2 separate regions of the Rattus norvegicus genome follow, and region 2 is linked to region 1. Evidence: chromatin contacts called from public Hi-C data. All regions are on one chromosome and are shown on one strand. The core of a region is the stretch at or near the end of the contact, and the rest is flanking DNA. Distances in the headings are between cores, read along the strand shown.

Region 1 (4,260 bases), core at 1,354-3,853:
ACACACCTGGAATGTCTTAATGCGACTGATTTGTGTGAATCCCATGTTGTTGTCCGTGAGAGCTTTTGAAATAATATCTAACACATCTTGCCACTAGAACATCAAAGTGAGAAAAAAGTGTTTACACACAGCTTTCGGCCAGAGAGATTTGAGGAGGGAATAAATCATAATTAAGCCACAATATCTTTCATACTTCAGTTAAGTGAGCAAACCCAAACGCTCAGAGGAACCAGCAACACCAGCTCTGTGGGGACAGCACTTCCCCATCAAATACTGTACAACAGTAATATAATAAAATACAGACATCACTGAAAACGTTTAAAACAGCGGTGTCTTTAATAGATATAGTTCATCTTTTTAAATGTAAAACTAGAATTTTAGTATATTTATAAATAACAATTTACTTATAGTACATTAACTACTTTTTCTTAAATAGACCATTTCACTTGTGAGTGAATCTTTGAAGGTTACAGATTCTAACTTTTCAAATATCAAAAATATCTCTAAATGACATCAATTTAAAATTTAATTTTAATAAAAATATGTAGTGATAGGAACTGCCTTTATAAAGTATCATCACATTTCTCTAAACATAAGGACACAGAAAGAAATGGCATTAATTCTGAGTCTTAGCTCTATATCAGCAGGTATTTATAAGTAGTACTCAGATAGACACTTATTAGAGGCAGAAGACCAGCTAGACTGAAGCAGAAAGCCTTGATTATACCGTTGAGAAAACGAGCGCTTTGGCCCCCGGATCTTTAAGTTGTATTTTCATCAGAGTTCTGACCACAGCTTCCACTTTTGTAGAATGGCTACCCTTTGAACACAAAGAGGGAAATACATTAGCACCAAACAAAACCTAGTTAAGCAAGGAAAGAAAATTGGTATAAACCACTTCATTCAAACTATTTATAACAGAGCAATTATATAAATACAATTTTATATACATATATAAATATATAAAAGCTTGGCAAATATATATGTGCTTAATCTTTATTTTGTGTTTACTGGGGATTTTCTTTACTGTCTAATTGCAGAAATGAATGAGTTTACCAGCTCAGCGGGCAAGCATACTTGCCAGGAGCCTGATGACCTGAATTTGATTTCCCAGAGCTCACAGGACGGACAGTCATATCTACATGCTGTCCCTGACTCTGCACCCATGCCATGTCATGCACTGTCTCCCGTGTCTCCCAAATCTAAGAATAAGGATTTCTTAAAAGAATTTACATCCAGGTAACTGAACACAAATGCATTCTAGAAAGTCATACAATCTTGATACCACACAGTGTAGTTAGGTTTTATAGCTACTAAATTCTGTTACAATAAAGAAGCAGAATGGATATTAAAAAACCTTCCTCACTATTCCCTTCATTTCAGATATTTTAAGATTAGAAATGTAAGAATACAAAGAATGAAAACTCAAGGCACCTTGAAAACTGAAGGATTCAACCAATGAATACAATTTCTTTGCAATGGCATGACCATGGACAATGACAGAGACACAAGATGTCCACTAACACACAGGCAGATAAAGTCACTTTACAAGATATTTTTTCTGTTTTATTTTTCATCTTTCAAAACTGTTGCATCACAGGAATATGGAAATAGAAAAGTGGTTTAAAACCTGAGGAATAAACAAATGATGAACCCATGGTCAGTGTGTTTAACCTAAGCCCCAGTGGATAAGCAATCAGTAATGGCTTTTCAGATCTTAAACATGCACACTACCATGACCTAAATCAAGGTGTAGAAGAGGACAAGCCAAATGCAAATGGACTGCCACAGCAGCATTCACCCTTTCCTCAATGCTCTCAATATATTTATTTTTACAGGAAAAAAAAATACCAGGTAAACAAGGAAGAAAGTTACCCTAATTTAATGGGAAGACAATATTTTGAAGAAAAAAAAAAAGGCTAAAAATTTGCATGCTAACATAAGGAACTTATATTTATTTTTTAGACAAACAGCATCTCAATTATACATACAAGGTTTAAAATATGTTAAGGGGACTGCACTATCTCATACTACTGATTTCATAATAAAGAGAAAACAGGAAATGAATACAAAGTGAGACTTCCGACCTTCGGACAGAGCCACCCATATACCCTGTAACATGCCACCTGGAAAGCGGTTCACTTCCGGTACGGCTCAGTGGGGAAAGCACTCGCTGACAAGCCTGATAACCAGACAGAGTTCTATCCTTCTAACCTACAAACACATTGTCCTCTTACCACCACATGCAGATTCATGCCAACACACGTAAGAAATATACGCTAAGCAAAGTACAGGATAAACACGAGTCCTTTTATCTAGTGAGCTGTTTCTTTCTCAAAGACCAAGAGAAACAGAAAAAAATTTTTTTATAAGCAACATTTCAAGATGTTCAAAGGTTCTCAAAAAAATCCTCATAGGTTCTGAGCCATTTGAGTCCCAATTCAATTACTAAGAATAACTGTGTCTAGAAACCAAAAGCTCTCTTCCCAAGAACTACAGAGGGGGAAAGGCTAGTGGGAAGGACTGTCCGGAACCCTGTGTCTCTATGGCTCCTGTTTTGAGTCTGCACGCCCTTCATAGATTTGCAAACAGAACAAGTACATAGTGTCAGAACTGTGTTTACGTAGCTTCATCTCTCCAGAGGAAACCAGAGCCAAGACCTCACAATGTAGCCCAGCTGACCTTGATCTCACACCAGTTCTCTTCCTGCTTCAGATTCGAAAGTGATAAAATTACAGGCATGAGCTGCTGTGCTTGGCTAAGATAAAACATTTCATACTTTAGACTATTTTTTAGACATTTAAATTATAAATTATTATAAATGATACTCTAATGGCGTATGCTTTCCATTTTCTTGGTTATATAATTAGGAATGGAACTTTTGGCTCCGTGGCAACTGCTGCTTTCATAGCACGGCCAAGGCCATGTGCATGCTGGCCACACTCTACTTACATGCCACACTGCTAGTCCTTTGCCTTGTAAGATGATAAGTTGAAAGTTCATTGCCTCTGTGAACATATCTTCATTAAAAACTTGTAATTCGTTAAGTCAAAAGAAAATGCTCTAGACAACAACAGATTGCTGAAGTAAAAAAAGGGCACAGAAAAGTACTAACACAATCATCTCTGCAAGTGTGGATGCACATCTCACAGTCAGATCCAGAGCACACTGAGAAAGCCAACTTCCTCAGGGAATCCCCTCTCTACCCTCCAAGGCTGGAATCAGGCAAGTTGCCATGCCCACCTGGCATGTGTGGGGGTTCTGAGAATCTGAGCTATGGCCCTCATGTGTGGCATGCACTGTAACCACTGAGCCATCTTCCTAGCAATGGTACTGCATTTCCTTAATCCAGTCATGAGTGTGGACACTTGGGCTGATTCTATGTCTCGGCTGCTGTGAACGAGTAATGCTTCCATGAACTGGGATGAGACAAAAGCTTTAGATATTATGCTCATAGCGTCTGCTTCTGTTTTCCACTCAAGACATGAAGTCAGCAGGCAAAATAGTAACATGGTTAATAATAAAGAAATGGCCTCAAACCTTTCTATTAAGTGTAATAGAGAATAAACTACATTTTTGGCAGAAAGTAAAACATATAAAAAAATTAACAAAAATATATCAGCATCAAAGTCTAACAAAGGGAATTTCCTATGAAATTTGGCCTAGATGACATGTAGTAGCATATCTCTAAATCATAAATGTCAGCAGATTCTTATTCTAATAGGTATGACTTACTTTAATCAGATTAGAACGTCATAGTTATACATTCTTCCTGCAAAACTCTTAAGAATTTAAATTCTGAGTTAAAATGTTTACCGTGCTGAAAGGATTGAAAGAACAGTGTTTCCTGCCACATGTTTAGTGGACTAATAGAATTATAACAAAAATGCAATGAGAGAGTGTCTGGCTTAGAAGTTTGGCCATCCTTGCTCATCTAGAATAAAACTGCTATACTAATGGAATTCTGGGATAAGGTGCTCTGTGGAGAGAAGAATGCAAGGATAGTAAACAAAACAAAACAAAACAAAAATCTTTTTTTTTTTTTTTTTGGTTCTTTTTTTCGGAGCTGGGGACCGAACCCAGGGTCTTGCGGTTCCTAGGTAAGCGCTCTACCACTGAGCTAAATCCCCAGCCCCCCAAAAAAATCTTTATGCAGTGTCTTAGTTAGGGTTTTACTGCTGTGAACAGACACCATGACCCAGGCAAGTCTAATAAAGGACAACATTTAATTGGGGCTGGCTTACAGGTTCAGAGGTTCAG
Region 2 (4,331 bases), core at 719-3,218, 63 kb before region 1:
TAATATTCAGTTGAGAACCTATTTAAACAAATGGATAAAACCAGGTCTACTCAAGTGACAGGAAAGACTCAGTCTAAGAAGGCAGGAAGATGAGCTTCTAGGAAGCCTCAGCTTTTGACCTTGAGGCAATTGTTGTCCTTTAAAAGCAATCCCGACTTCTGAAAAGTTGGCTACAGTTATGTCTGTGTCCACTAGTACACAAATATAGTAGCTCTGCTTTACACAATAGTCAGATTTACACAACTACTTTTAAATGTTACTTAAATGTATAGTTTACTAAATGCAGTAACCATTATATAAGGCACCATTCTACCCAGTGCTAACATTAACTAGTCTGTAAAAAAGAAAAAAAGCAAAAAAAAAAAAAAAAAAAAAACATCTTTTTGTTTAAAACAAAAACCAACCAGGTTTTAACTGAAGTACATTCCGATGTAATACTTTCCTACTAGTATGCACATATACAAACAACTACTTCAGTTGAATCGCACCTATCTCATCATAATTAATATGAAGTGTAATATTTTCTCAGTCCTTAACTTAAAACTTTTATCCTTGAATATAATGCATAAATGCAATGATATTCTCCAAGAAAATGCCTAGCAAGAATAATTCCTTCTATTAAATAAACAGTTGTCTTAAAAACTTATTTAGAAGACTATCCAAGTTACATTTTAGAAACATGCTATATCAAATAGTAAACACATTAACTAAAGCCTGTTTGTCTGACCTTAATGCACCTCTCCAACCATATGGGAAGTGTTAGCAATTATTTTATGCAATATTATTTTTAAAAGTACATTTTATTTAAATATTTCATATTTTAAAACGATATACAAAAAAACCTTAAATCTAAATCTAAACATTCAGAACATTAGGTTGAAATTAAACACATGGAATCCATAGGTTTCAGTTTCTTATATTATTCATCAAACACCTACTATTTCTAGAATCACACACACACACAAAAGCTTATGTCCCTCTGTACAAACTGGTGATCTAACAAGTTAGCAAAACATCATGTTGTCCCCAACTAAACTCCCACAGCAAGAAACAGTGACTAAGCATAAAGGAGAGTGATTCAACGAAACTGCATGCTTTAGAAAAGGCAAACAGGGAGACTTTATGGTATCCTTTGTCTCACTGCCAGTCAACATGGGATTGGTTGGGAAAACTAACAGAAAAGCGTGCAAAACATGTTAATGTAACTGACTGTGCCTGAAATTTAGCAGGGAGCAAATAGAAAAACCTCAACCTTTTTGAGATTTCGTTTTAAAAACGTTAACCCTCTCTGATACCAGGATGCCCACAAATAACTTCCATCTTGGATCACAGTCAACAAAGCAATCATGAGAGAAAAGGTCAACTCCTTCCCAAGCATCTTTTCATCCGGGATTTACCACGGGGCTCAAAGAAGGGAGAGGGGGGCTAGGAGAAGCGTGGTAAACACAGGCCTCGGTCGAGGTTAAAATGTATTCCCGAGTGACTTTGAATCCGCCCTGCGTTCCTTGTCCTGCTTCCGATGTGGGACTCCACGAGCTGGACCCAGTAATTTGGGGGTGGGGGGATGATCCCTAAGTCTCCCTTTAACAAGGGCCACGGCGAAGCCTCCGCGCCTCTCACTTCCATGAATGGACAAGTTACCAACTTCGCTTATCCGGCGGGGACTCTTGGAGATGCCTCGCGGTCCCTTAACCCGTTTGCGCCCAAACCACCCAAGTCCCTACAAGCCAGAGGGTGCGAACCACGCTTTCCGGGGTCCCCCGGGACTCCTCCGCGCTCATTGTGTGTGTGTGTGTTGGGGGGGGGGTCTCACCCGGGTCGGCGTCCCCCGGGGTCGGGGCGCCATTTGCCGGGAGCCTCAAGGGCGGGCCACACAGGCAGCCGGGCGCGATTCGAGGCCCGGGCGAGCTGGACGGGAGCCTCCGAGCTGCGCCGACTCCACCGGCCCCGCCGCCCCCTGGGCCCGCGCCGTCCCTGCCGCTGACCGCCCGCGTCCCCGCGCCAGCCTCCCGCGGCCTCGCCACACTCACCAGCCCACGCGGGCCGAAGCGCCACTCAAACCCCGGCAGCCCTGTCCGTCGCGTCCGGCCGCTCTGCAGCCTCCCCGCACCGGACCGGACCGGACCGGACCACGTACAGAGCCGGTCCCGTCCCAATCCTCAGCGTGTCTGCCCCGGCCGGACCGCCGCCTTTTCTCCTCGGCCTCCAACCGCCACCGCCCTCCTCGCGCGCCCCGCCCCGCTGCGCCCCGCCCCCCGGCCCCGGAGCGAGCGCGCGAGCGCGCGCACGCACGGCCGACGAGGACGCGCACGCTGCCCTCTGCCGGTGAGGCCGGACGCAGAGAACTCGTGGAGCGTCCCTGTTGGCGCGTCCCCGTTGGCGCGTCCCCGTGATGCTCCCGCAAGGCTCCCACGGTGCTCCCAGCCCGGCTCAGCTTTTGAACCTTTGTTTTTTGTTTCTATTTATTTATTTAACGGAAGGACTCCCAGAACCCGTGTGGCACTGTAGAGAACGCAGGCCCCAGAAGCGCGACGCGTCCTCCTAGCTCGCACCCGCAGGAAATAGGCCAGCTCCGGTTGTCTGTGGTAACTGCCACCACCTCACGTGCCCGAGCCCTGTGACTCGGTGACCGCTCTGCTCTGTGACCCGTTTCCCCTTGTAAGAGCCCTGCTGCCCGTCAGCCCGCCGGAGGGTGGATTCCTTGGAGCGCCCCACGCGGCCTCCAGAGGGCGCGGCGCGTCCCCGCAGCCACCCAGGCCTACACACACGGCGTGTAGGCGTCCCTGTTACTACCGCCAGGCCCAAGTGTGAGACTGAGGGGCGCTGACGTCACCGACGCCCGTCTCAGAGCCACGTTGAAGGAGTCGTGGCCCTGACTGGCGGAGGGGCAGAGGTGAGAAAACCCCCTTGGGTGGCCATTCCTGGTGACTGCAATTTTTACCTCCAGCTGTTGGAAACGGTGGCTCACGTGATTCACGGTCCAGGGACCGAGTCTCAAGACTTTTTCACCTTAAAGACCAGCACATTCGGACAACAGCTGCACAAAACCCTGAGGAACTTTTAAGACTGAGCACACTGAAAAGGTCTGGGTTTTTGACACTAGGTCGTCTGCCACCTCAAGCTGAGTGGGAGTCAGTACAAATCAGAAACCTCTGCCCTTCCATAAGTGGCAACCAGACACTACCAGGAATCAAATATGTCCTCTGAAGTATACGTGGACTTTGGTCTAGACTTGTGAAACAAAGCTACCATTTATGTGGCTTAGACACTCAGAAAAGCAACAGGCACTTTGGCAATTTAAAACGAACAAATAAGCAGTAGCAGGTTTGACCTGTCTACTCTCTTTAAAGAGAGAAGCATCCCCCGTTCTTAAACTACTCTTGCATAGACTTAGGAAAAATACATACTCTATTTTTTCAATTTCATAGTGGAATACAATAAAAACTATAGGACGGGGAAGGTAAGTCAGTTGGTAAAGTTTTTGCTGAGCAAGCAGGTTCACCACCAAGTGTGGTAGTGTGAGTATTTAATCCCAGGGCTGGGGAGGCAGCCCCATGTAGCCTCAGTATGAGGCCCTTTCTCAAAAAGTAGGTGTTGCAGTAAAATTGAAATAACGCTTCTTTTATCCCGCACTAGAGCCGGAACCGTGGTGCCTCGTGGCATCTGTTGGATATTTTCATCTCAGTCAGCAAAGCACCTCACCCTCTTTGTTCCATTCCATATCACACTGCTGATGGCTACTCTCTGAGCCTGGTGACAGTCTCTCTACCCAAGAATCTCTCTAGTTCCCAAGGCAGGTTGCCACCATGCCAGCCATACACATCCCAATTCCATGGTGGCCCAGTGTCCTGCCACCATGCACTTTCCTGAACTCAATTAAATCACCACATGAAAGAACACAACACAATAACCTCTGATCCAATTGATAAGATATAATTTGCAATCTAGACATACAAAATCCTGTACACATCCATCCCTTAAGAATATTCATAACAACCTGTAAATGTGCAGAGAGAAATCTTAACATCCACCTTCGTGTTCTCTTGGCTGCTACCTCTCTTGCTCTCTCTCTCCAGTCTCCTCCTCCTCTAAAATTTTTCTCCCGCCCATCCTTCCTTCTCATCCAATGACAGGCCTTCTTCTATCTTGTACCTTCACCTGCATAATGACATCATCCTACAAGTAGGGTAGATGGTTCCTGAGGAATGGCACCTAGGGTTGGCTCCACATACATACACAAAATCTAGCCAAAATAAGACCACAATCATAAAGCCTGCAGGCAAGGCTGGATTATAAGAGATGGGAGTTTTCAGAGAAAATTGACTAAACAA

What was found. A called contact is a pair of places that touch in the nucleus more often than the background predicts.
Region 2: a contact with region 1 is called in a Hi-C map of liver, with 2.5 times the contacts expected there. The contact joins the promoter of Fbxo30 here to the enhancer-like site in region 1. A contact is called at or near these places in 6 of 12 Hi-C or Micro-C datasets (the A7r5 cell line, Schwann cells, hepatocytes and 2 more).

What each region holds. Positions count from the first base shown.
Region 1 is chr1:7,410,759-7,415,018 of GRCr8, reverse strand. It overlaps Shprh (SNF2 histone linker PHD RING helicase), which reads right to left. Exons shown (of 31, transcript NM_001107470.1): 27 at 728-820; 28 at 7-93. Among named protein-coding and RNA genes, the nearest start is that of Fbxo30, 63 kb to the left of the region's middle. Within about 2 kb of position 2,603, at least 3 of the 93 cell types and tissues checked have an H3K27ac peak or open chromatin away from gene starts, as enhancers often do. A contact at or near this core is called in liver, where this site is marked.
Region 2 is chr1:7,473,476-7,477,806 of GRCr8, reverse strand. Fbxo30 (F-box protein 30) reads right to left here and starts at 1,968. Exons shown (of 3, transcript NM_001007690.1): 1 at 1,814-1,968.